Linked DNA regions of Mus musculus: region 2 is linked to region 1. Evidence: chromatin contacts called from public HiChIP or PLAC-seq data. All regions are on one chromosome and are shown on one strand. Each heading gives the region's core, a stretch centred on a gene start, on an enhancer-like site or on the middle of the called end of the contact. The rest is flanking DNA. Distances are from core to core; before and after follow the strand shown.

Region 1 (5,702 bases), core at 1,441-3,940:
CAGAGAGGCAGAGAGGCAGAGAGGCAGAGAGAGAGAGGCAGAGAGGCAGAGAGGCAGAGGCAGAGAGGCAGAGGCAGAGAGGCAGAGAGGCAGAGGCAGAGAGGCAGAGAGGCAGAGGCAGAGAGGCAGAGGCAGAGAGGCAGAGAGACAGAGAGGCAGAGAGGCAGAGGCAGAGAGGCAGAGAGGCAGAGAGGCAGAGAGGCAGAGAGGCAGAGAGGCAGAGAGGCAGAGAGGCAGAGAGGCAGAGAGGCAGAGAGGCAGAGAGGCAGAGAGGCAGAGAGGCAGAGGCAGAGGCAGGTGGATCTCTGAGTTTGAGGCCAGCCTGGTCTACAGAGTGAGTTCCAGGACAGCCAGGGCTACACAGAGAAACCCTGTCTTGAAAAACAAAAAAACAAAACAAAAACAAAAACAAAACAAAACAAAAAAATGAAGTCTAGGTTCACCCAGGACAGTGTAAGTGGCATAGTCCCAATTCTCACTCTAAAGGTGAGGGGTGGTGAAGCCCAATGATTATCCCACCCCCAGAAGAGCTCACCTACAGCATGCAAGCATTTCACAAAAGCACTGCGTATGAACAAACACACAGGCCTCCCGACAACCAGGGACAGGTCTCTCTTCCAGTGGATCCAATAAAACCCAGGAGACTTAAGAAAGTTGCTTAGTATAGCACAGCCAATAGATGACAGAAACAAACAAACAAATCCTCCACTGGACTGGAACCCAAGCTGGCTGGCTATGAGCCCATGTGACCACTACTTGTTGCCAGGTTAGGAAACAGAGAAAATGCACAGAAAAGTCCAGGGCAGGAGAAAGAAGGCCTAGAAAGTGGTTCTAGGTGTGTCTCTGCAGTAAGCACAGTAGGAGTCTTCAAACTTGCATGTGAGGTAAAAGCCCTGGGTAAAAGCCAAGTGGCAAAGACCCAGAGACCAGAAAGGACAAAGGCCTAGGCAGGGAAAAAAAGGAGACATGACAGCCAAAACTGGAGGGGAGTTGTAATACATCTGCTTTCTAGAAAACCAGCAGGCTCCTTGTGAACTGTTTCTCACTGCAGGGGGCTTGAAAGTATGCCCTCCTGTTGAGGGGTAGCAAAGACCCAGAGACCAGAAAGGAATAAGGGCCTGAGAGGGAAAAGAGACTTCAGAGGACTCTGTGCTTACCCAGAAAGAGTATCTCCTCAAATTCACAGAAGAGATCCTGAATGGTTTCCCCGTAAAAAGCTAAAGCTCACCACAGCCCTGCAAGTTGTCTGTGGAGTGAAGCAAGTGGGGCCAGCTCCTGCAGATTAGGGATCCATGGTTGAGATGTGGTTCCCAAGTAAATGGGCTTTTCCTTGGCCCTTTTCTGCTACACCAAATGAGGCACAGATGCCTGGGTGTTGGATGGTTTAAGGAAACAAGAAACCTGAAAAGAGGCTACAGATTATATGCAAATTTGACAAAATATAAGCAGGGTTTGCAGTCTGAGACTAAAAAGGGAAGGGAAGAGACAGATGTGGAGAGAGTGACTATATTGGGATGAGCTTGACTGTGGTGCTAGAAACAGGCTTGGCGATTCTCTACCCCCTCTGTCCCAGCTCCACCCTCCCTGAGCTCAGGTAGCAGAATGTTTAGTGTTGGAAAGGAGGGGGGGAGGGGGTGGGACAGGAAGGAAGGCTGAGAGGTGGAGAGAGTAAAAAAGACTAGGACTGGTTGACTGACCCAGCTCACACAGTTCAGTTTATACTCCTGAGTTAGTTAGCCAACTAACTCTCTGACCTTCCAGTACCCTGACGTGGGAAGAACAGGAAGATCCACAGTGGGGACTGTTTCATGGCCCAGTTTTCCAGAACCTCAACACAGCCATGGAACTTCTCAGGCTATATTCCTCACTTCTAAAGGAAGAAGCCATCATGGGACTCAGGCCAGGGATCTTGGGTTCTTCCTAACTGGTTCCATCACTTTCTGAGCCATGCTCAATGAGCACCTACTTTTATGACCAAGGGTGCTGAGGGCACAGCATAGGGAAGAAGTTTAAGAGTTGCTCTGGACAACAGTGTTTAGAGCAGAGAAAAAAATGAGCACCAAGACCCTAGCCCTGCAGGGACCAGGAAGGCCACAGCACAGGTCAGCATTAGAGAGTCAGGTTCTAATGTCTGATGGAGGGATGAAGGGGCTTTAGGCCCAGGGACACACTTGAGCAGATTCCCTAAGATCAGCTGCAAAGAACTGCATATACACACCGTGGTGGGGAAAGGGGACAGGCCAGAGTAGATAGACATTCTGGTACACCTTCAGAGACTTTAAGGGGGGTGATGTCATGTATTGTTGGGTTGTTCCACACAAACCCCAGAACCTCAAAAGGCTTTTGTTACAGAAACAGGTCTGCATGCTCCACTTTCAGATGGGGAGGGTCCTCAAAAGGCAGCCATGACCATACATGGAAAGAGATGTATGGTAGTTAAACTTGACTGTCACTATGGAAACACCCCTTGGGCAGCATATCTAGGTTAATAGGGGTGGGAAGACCCACCCACCTCACGCACAGAGCCATTGCCTGGGCTGTGGTCTCAGGCTGCATAGAAAGAGGAAGCCAGCTGAACACCAGCATTCATCTCTCTCTACTTGCTGATACAGATACAAGATACAGCGTGGCCAGCTGCCTCACCTTCCCGTTACTGTGCCTTCTCCGCAACGATGACTGTAAGCTTAAGTAAGCAGTTCCCCTTCTAAGTTGTGTTTGTCAGGTATTTTGACACAGCTGAAGGGGAAGTAAGTAATACTGGATGGCGTTATAAGTCAAAACAGAAACAGAAAGTGGAGTCCAGCCTCCTAACCTCAGTCCTAGAATCCTCAGGGGCTCCTTTTCCACGCTCCATATTTGGGAGCTAAGCCCTGAATTCAGCATTTCAGATGTAAGCTGCGGGCGCTTTGCCACGCCCATCCTCCTATCTACAAAAAGGCTAGCTCTAGAAAGATACCCACCCTTATCTCTAAGATGACCCTGCCTCCTTTCTTATTACAGGAAAGGGGAATACGCTGAGGATAGCCCCAAGAGAGTCAAAAGCACAGCAGTGGGGGGCGGGGGGGGGGGGAGATGGGGCTGGTGATATCTCATTAGTCAACAGGAGCCTGATGGAGGAACCTGAGACTGTACACCCATCCATGGGAAAGAGCTCCCTGGGGCATGTTGGTTCCATCTGACCACATTCAAGGTCATAGTTGATTGGGCAAACGGGAGATCCAAGCCCAACATGTGCCAACCAGATAGATCCCTCCCTACAGAAGGGATCAGGATGCTCACAGTTCTGCATCTGAGAATCTTACTACCTCCTACCAGCTGAGAAATTTCACTCAACTGCATAAGAGTCCTGTCCTGTTTTTGTTTCCTCATCTGGAGCATGGGAATAACAACAACGCTGACCTCATAAAAGGGCTTATTTGGACTGTTTAAGAAAAACAGAACATTTATAGTCCTTGTGCCTGCACCTGGCAAACAACCAGAGCCGGAGAAGTGTTAGCTCATCTTCCTGTTGCTGATTTAAGACTGGGATGAGAAGACAGGATGGAGCCATCTGGGTAGTGTCTCCCTGGAAACAAACACCATGGCATGTCACATCTAATCTGGTCCAAATAATTCCACAAACAGAGAAAAGACCAAGTCTAAGAGCATCCGGGCAAGGCCACAAGAGAAGGCATCAGAGAAAAATCAGGAAGAATGATCCAAACAGAGACCAAGAAGTGACCAGAGCTCGGAGACCTGACATGGTCTTGCTTTTTCATGAAGCCCATCTAGGAGTTCTAGTTCTCTCTTGACTCAATGACAGCAGATACTTTGTCATCGTTTTCAATCCTTGGCTCCTTGGCATAGTTTAAGGGCTGACAAGGATGTGTACCCTTCACTAGCCGGCACCACAATAAATGGTTACTTTTGTGCTCAAGACTCTGGGCTGGGCGCTGAAGGTACAAGCAGGAGAAGAAATTTAGTATCTGTCTTGACTATCCCAAACAACGGTGTTCAGGGCAGAGGGAATGTGGGTACCCAAATCTCACCCGAGGGATGGAGAAAGCCACAGCTCCCAGGAAATCAGGCTCCAGGTGTTTAGTTCTTTCCTGACTCCAAGACTAGCCCTAAGTAGAGCAATAGGGTCCTGACAGGTGCACAGCAAAGGTACAGGAACCGGTGAACCAAGAAACATGGACAAACAAGCAGAAGAATGCACGGCTCTGCCACAGGGCTCTGTGATTCCACCTCCTTCCCACCTCCATCACAGCAGGATCCTGGATCCTTCGGCTGATTGCTGCCACAAGGGACAGGGCCCCTTGGAGCTCACCTGCAGAATGAGCAGCATTTGTATAACAGAAGAAGGCAACTTGGACTGTGCCAACAGCAGCACGTCACCCAGCTTCACCTTCAGCAAGACCAGGTCCCGGAAGCCCAGCAGGGAGATCTGGCGGATGGTCAGCTCCTGTCCCTGGGGGAAGAAGACATGTGGAGGGGTAAGAGGTGAGTGCTTGCTGGATCCCCACCAGCCTCAAGGAGTCCAGGGCAAGTGTTCACAGTGCACTCGGGATGGACTAGAACAGGCATTGGCAAGGCCTGTGGGCTGTCTCAGAAGACCAGGCTCCAGTTTCCTCTGGCATTAAGACAAGGTGTGGCTCAACCTGCCTAATTAATCGAAGACAATAAAATACCCATGTAATAGGGACCATGGTGTCAGGAGATTACAGTGGGTGGAAATTAGTGAGAGAAAGGAAGGTGGGAAAAGAGAGAGAAAGATCACTGCTCTCTCCTCCCCAAGGCCACTTCCTCAATTTCATCTGTTAAACATTTAAGTGCTCATCCCATGTCAGGCAATCGACCTTACATGGTTACGGAAGATGTTAGATTCTCACATAGTCACAAGTAATTAATGAAGAAAAGTAGTGAGGAGCATGTGAAAGGAGTAAGAAGAAGGAGTGTGACTATTCCAGTGGTTGGGGCAATGGGTGGGGGAGAAAAGTGCCAATAGTTATAAGAGTTTGCATTTGGTAGGCTCTGTGCCCTAGGCAGGACCCTAAGCATTGCGATATAAAGAGTGAGTATAATCTCCACACAGTATGCTGTGGTTTGTATGTGTCCTTCTCATACTCATTTACTGGAACCCTGGGATTTGGAAAGACGGCTTCACATTTTTTGAAGATTTATTTACATTTATGCATAAGTGTGTGAAGCAGGGATAAAGCAATTTATACCTCAATGTTTTACATCTTTCTTTCTATGCCATTAAGATGATTACAAATTACAAATGAAAAGTAGTGTTGAGCTGGGGAGATGGCTCAGCGATTAAGAGCACTGACTGTTCTTCTGAAGGTCCTGAGTTCAAATCTCAGCAACCACATGGTGGTTCACAACCATCTGAAATGAGTTCTGACACCCTCTTCTGGAGTGTCTGAAGACAGCTACAGTGTACTTACATATAATAAATAAATATATCTTTAAAAAGAAAGAAGAAAAGTAGTGTTACTTGATCTTTGTTGGGTCTCAGAGAGTACATATGTGCAGAAATTGCCATCATGCCTTAGCTCAGGCTGGACCAGAGAAGGATCTCTGACTGTCAGATAAAAGCCAGAATTCCTTAGGAACATATGAGATGGGTTCCCACCCATCAAAAGGGACATATGGCTCTCCATTGACAGGTACCTGTGGCTGGCCTCAGTCCCTATTCACAAGTACTTGTTATAGCT
Region 2 (5,583 bases), core at 1,334-3,833, 78 kb after region 1:
CAAGAATTTTAACATTCTAACTCCACTGGGGCCTCAGTTGTAACTAATAGCTTTCCTTTCTGTTTTAGTGATGCCCCAGTGAAACTTACTGGACATATGTGAAGTGTTCGCAATGCCGCTTGACACATAGCATTGTATTTTTTTAAAAGCAAAGGTAAATCTTAGATGTGGCATTCAAAGTGAGAAGAGAATTTAGACACAGTGTCTCCAACTCAATATGTAGCCAAGGATGGCCCTGACTCCTCATCTTCATGCCTTTACCTCCTAAGTGCTGGCGTTACAGATATTTTCAGTTTTAGGCGAGCCTGGGATCACCAAACCTAGGGCTTTGTACCTGCTAGTCAAGCAATCTGCCATCTGAGCTACGTCCCTGGCCCCAAATAAGAAAAGGTTTTGAATTTATTGTCTGTGCTTATTTCCCTTGGTAAATAATCACAGTTCCTTCATGACCCAGTCCAACATCTGTTTATTTTAGCTTTTTTTTTGAGCTTCTGAATAATAATGAAGTTTAGGGAGACTTCAGTAAGTCAGCCAGGAATGAATATATATATATATATATATATATATATTCATTATATTTTATATATATATATATATATGCTGGGTGTGGTGGCATATTCCTTTCATCCCAGTACTTGGGAGGCAAAGGCAGGTAGATCTCTGTAACTATGAGACCACTCTGGTCTACATAATGAGTCCCAGGCTAGCTAGGGATACATTATAATAAGTCTTTGTCTCATAAAACAGTCATCATCAAAGTAAGTCAAGGCATTCATATCTTCCCCACTTCCAAAACTCATGTAACCATAACATGAATAATGACATACAATAATGATCAGTTATAGACAAAAGCAGATGGACCAAACAAGAGGTCGCTCATGTTTGCCCATCCCTGTTCTGGAGGGAAGAGGGACATAAAGGAGGAAGAAAGCAGAGAGAGAAGAGAGAAAGGAGTTCTGTGGCTCCTGAGGTAGAATTTTGTCCAGAAGATTTCCTCTAAGTGAGTCAGAAGCCTGATAAAAACTCCCCTAAGGAGACTAGGGAGATGGCTCAGTGGATAAGGCACTTGCCGTGGATCCCCTGAACCCACATAAGAACCAAGCGTGTGCAGCGGCTCCTCTGTAGTCCCAGTGCTCGGGAGGCAAAAACAAATGACCCCCACAGCAGCATGACCATCTACACGAGCAGGAATAAGGGAGCCCCAGGTTCAGCAAGAGGCCTGGCCTCAAAATAGAGATTAAAGAGGATATCCAGCGTAAACTTTGGGCCTTTACACACACATGCATATACTTTCATGCACACGCGTACCACACACACACACACACACACACACACACACACACACACACTCCCTGAAGGCAACCTGGTTCACTTTCTTTAGTATAAAAGCTTCTTAGGCCTCTTTCTTCAAGATCAAAGTCCCATACACTGCCCTATGCCAGGTTCATCTGATACAAAGTGCAATTATGGGATTAAGTTCTCCAGAGACTGGCATAGAAACCAGATCACTAATGAACATAGAACCTGTAAAGTCTTTCAGGACTTTGCCCAGAATTTCATTGATAAGTTATGCCTTATTTGTTTATTTATTTATTTATATTTATTTCTTTATTTCTTTATTTTTCCGGAGACAGGGTTTCTCTGTGCAGCCCTGGCTATGCTGGGATTCACTCTGAAGACCACGTGCCCCTGCCTCCTGCGAGCTAAGATTAAAGGCATGTGTTACCACATCTGGCTGATAAGTTATCTCTTCAGATAAAATATGTCATTTATAGGAAATACATGGATTTTTCTTTGGTCTTTTGTTTCCTTAAGAAAACAATTCTTTGTGTGTGTAATATATACTCTCTGCCCCTCCTTTTCTCCCTCCCCTCTTCCCTCTCCCCTCTTCTCTCTCCTTTACCCCACATACATACAACTATGAAACTATATGTAGCAAGTGTAGTTGGCACTAATCAGATACACGCAATATGTCAACCCTGCAATATGTCAACCCTATTGAGGGACTTTGCTAGCATAGCTTTGACCCCTGGACAAGCTGTAAAACGGCTGTTATTACTCCCATTGCACAGAAAACCACCTCGAACTTAAAAAAAAAAAAAATGGTTGAGACCTTTCACAAGCTCTCGCAGACTATTAGAAACAGAAACAGCCACGAATTACATTATTTTATTTACTGTTGCTCAGTCTTTCCCAACTCCTGTCATCTTTCCTTTGCAATTTCAGAAGAAGCAGTCATAGAACTGCCTGGGAAAAAGAAGTGTTCTCAGCCGACGCATCCATTCCAACTGTTGTGGGCAATGAGGGAAATTGTGAGGAACAGAAAATGAAAGCCATCAGAGCAAACATGCTGTTGTCCCCAAGAACCAACTGGGGTCTGCCTGAGCTATCGTGTCCAGCCCGGTCAAAGTGAGCCATGCCAGACAGGGTGCACAGCCGCTGCACAAAGAGTTCTCTGTTTATTCTCCACATGATCGAGTCGTCCTTCTGTCCCAGCAGGAACCCAGACCAGCTCCTCACTCAACATTTCCTCCTAGGGACTGCACTTGGGCCACCTCGAAACAGTATTTCACACCCTGTCACCAAGGAAGTCTAGAGAGCCCTCTTAGACATCTGTTTCTGAGAAAGGGCAATACTGCAAGATTCTGCCACTATTACTGGAATAAGATACTTAAATGATTCTCAGAAATCCTGACTACAGCTGCTGATGTAACTCAGTCGGTGCGGTGCTTGTCTAGGATGTATGAAGACTGGTTCAATCCCCAGCACTGACTGAACCCAGTGTGGTGGTGCACCTCTGTAATCCCACAACCAGGAAGGTGGAGGTAGGAGAGGGTCATCCTGTATACATGGCCAGTTGCAGCTCAGCCTAGATTATAAGAGAGCTGGGAGGGAGAGAGGGAGGAAGGGAGGGAGGGGGAGGGGGGAGAGAAGGGGGAGGAGCGAGACCCTGCATACAGTATGCATTAGTATATTAAGACCTCAGAGGTAGTCTTCAGAAAAGGAAAATTCAACAGCTTAATTTCTGCACATGGAACGTTCTTAACAGCTTCACCCTGCAGAGCGTAGCCGGGATGTGTTGCCCAAGACAAGAGAACCCTGTCCGTCAAATGTGCTTTGCGAAGGGCTGGGGATGGTTTCAAGATCGAGGAGAGATCTTAATTGAGTCTCCTTGGTAGCCCCCGCTTTCTGAAGTTTAATTTCTTGGATGACTAGTCTGCTGATAGTATCAGAAATTTACAGACGGGGGAAAAAAAAAAACAGTCCTGCTTCACTTTCCAGTGCAGAAGCAGAAGGAGTAACCTTGAACAATCTGGCCCCTTGTCCTGCTCAGGTGCCTCCTCCTGAGAACCCACCAGCTTCTTTCTGATAAAGCCCAAGTCCTACTGTGATGTGGTCTAAGGACATCTGGATGTACATGAGATGTCAGCCTCAGCCCAGCATCCCACCCCACCCCACCCCACCCCACTCCACCCTACTCTGTGCCTCCACGGTCAGTAACTGTGGAGTCCTCAAGGCCTGTCTGAGTTACACACACAATGTGAAACTGCTGAGTGGAGGAGAGCCAGAGGTAAGTGCTCAGGGAGATCAGATTTACAAAGTAAGGAGGAGAGGGAAGAAAGAGAAAGAAGAAGGAAGTTAACTATGGTTTGCACACCTCAGCTTGCCCAACATCGCACCTCTAGCAAGAAGCACCGGGCCTCTGGCACAGACCATCTAAGTGCTTTGGCACCTCAGCAAGCTGCCAGGACTTGTGGTAATGAGCAGAAGCCCTCCGCTGGTTTCACCTGCTCAGTGCATTGACTCTGGTCAGATTTGAGTTTGCACCAAGCACTGTGGTATAAGCCTATAATCCCATCACTCTGGAGGTGGAGGCCAGAGGCCCAAAATTCAAGTTCATTCTGGGCTTCCCATTGAGCCAGAGGCCAGCTTGGACTACAGGAATCCCCCTTTCAGATAGCCCAGACTGTAACTTGCATAATAAAATTGTGTGTGCAGATGACACCCCCTTTCTTTGTGCTTGATAGTAACAAGAGCTAAAATGTATTGAGCACTTAACACGTATCACACTTCAAGGACTTCACAGAGCTCGTTCCTCACAGCTATCCCCAGAAGCAAACACAATTACATCTTTACAGGCCAGAAAACTGTGTGTGATGGAAAATAGTTGCTTTAGTCTCTAATTCAGTGGTGGAGGCAGATTTGAGCTGATGCAATTTAACCCCAAACTTCAGAGATAACCTAGAGAAGCAAAGAACAGAGACAACGGGCCGGAGAGATGGTTCAGTAGGTAAGATGCTTGCAGTGAAAGCTTGAGGCCTTGAGTTCAGATCTCCAGCCCTCACATAAAAGCAGGGTGCTACGGTGTCCAACTGCAACGCCAGCGTTAGGGAAGCAGAGACAGACAGACCCACGGGGCTCACTGGCCAGTCTGTTCTAGCCACGTTGGTGAGCTCTAGTTTCAGCGAGGTCTCAAAAGAGCAAGGTGGAGAAATAACTGAGAAGACAACTAATGTCACTCTGACTTCTACACACACATGAACACATACATACATGCATACATAACCACAAACACAAATACATTAAAAGGAATAAAGTGGAGCAATGAATGAAGACACCCAGCACTGAACTCTGGCATCATGTGCATGTGCACATATGTACATACATGGCCACACACAAACACATGCACACACACATAAAGAACTCAGGCAGGCAGCACTCATACTTGGAAGGTTAGACATATATAGCTTATTAATTTGACCTGTCTTCGTCTGCTGTTATGTGTGTTATGCAGAATTCCAAGCTCATTACAAATAGTCACTCACTTAATTCTTCTGTCATCAGGATGCACCGTTGAGGCCACTTGTTTCTATGACTTTTCTCACTTCATAATGAACAAACTGAGTCTCAGAGGTACAGAGAGTTAAGTCTCTTTGAGACTGAAAACCCAAGAATTCTGCCTCTCTAATCTGTGGAATTAGCCACTACCAACAAGAACATGACTGTGCCTTATTTGAAATCAAATAACCGGGCTAGAGAGATGGCTCAGTGGCTAAGAGAGCTGGCTTTTCTTCCAGAGGTCCCAAGTTCAATTCCCAGCAACCACATGGTGGCTCACAACTATCTGTAATGGAATCTGATTCCCTCTTCTGGTGTGCATGAAAACAGAACAGTATGTATACATAAAATAAAGAAATTATTTAAAACAAATAAGATTAAATAACCTTCAGAGGCCAGTAGCTGAACACAGTCTGCAAAAGGAAAGCAGGGACATCCGTATTCCTGGAGGTTCACAAGCCAAAGGCGAGCTAATCACTGTTCAGTGTAGAATTCCCAGCTGGATGGGATCCTGTTGGCCCTTCTGCAAGTTTATAGCCAATTGGGTAGTTTTGGTTTCTGTTTGCTGGAGGTTGGTTTCCTTCAGTCTAGCTGGTGCAAGATTTTGCTGTCAGCGAAGAGGATCAGGAAAGTGGGAAAAGGCTGACTGTAAGGGAACCGACTCCCTCTGCCCAGTGCACTTGACAGAGGTGGGCTCAAAGATGCTGATCTTGGAGCTGAGACCCTCCCTCCTTTGCAGGAGAT

The links. HiChIP or PLAC-seq counts read pairs in DNA pulled down with a chosen protein or histone mark.
Region 2: an H3K4me3 HiChIP or PLAC-seq map of microglia shows a contact between it and region 1, with 2.9 times the contacts expected there. The contact joins two enhancer-like sites. A contact is called at or near these places in 1 of 39 promoter capture datasets (pre-B cells), 1 of 15 datasets of contacts at CTCF or cohesin (the NIH/3T3 cell line), 5 of 484 Hi-C or Micro-C datasets (Th2 cells, bone marrow-derived macrophages, embryonic fibroblasts and 2 more), 6 of 115 datasets of contacts at active chromatin or transcription factors (CD8 T cells, bone marrow-derived macrophages, embryonic stem cells and 2 more) and 3 of 9 other capture datasets (adipose tissue, liver and pancreatic islet).

The regions. Positions count from the first base shown.
Region 1 is chr2:101,730,296-101,735,997 of GRCm38.p6, forward strand. It overlaps Prr5l (proline rich 5 like), which reads right to left. Exons shown (of 9, transcript NM_175181.5): 7 at 4,310-4,450. Among named protein-coding and RNA genes, the nearest start is that of Traf6, 55 kb to the left of the region's middle. Within about 2 kb of position 2,691, at least 116 of the 459 cell types and tissues checked have an H3K27ac peak or open chromatin away from gene starts, as enhancers often do. A contact at or near this core is called in CD8 T cells and microglia, where this site is marked.
Region 2 is chr2:101,808,413-101,813,995 of GRCm38.p6, forward strand. It overlaps a transcript of Prr5l not described here. Among named protein-coding and RNA genes, the nearest start is that of Prr5l, 13 kb to the left of the region's middle. Within about 2 kb of position 2,584, at least 19 of the 459 cell types and tissues checked have an H3K27ac peak or open chromatin away from gene starts, as enhancers often do. A contact at or near this core is called in CD8 T cells and microglia, where this site is marked.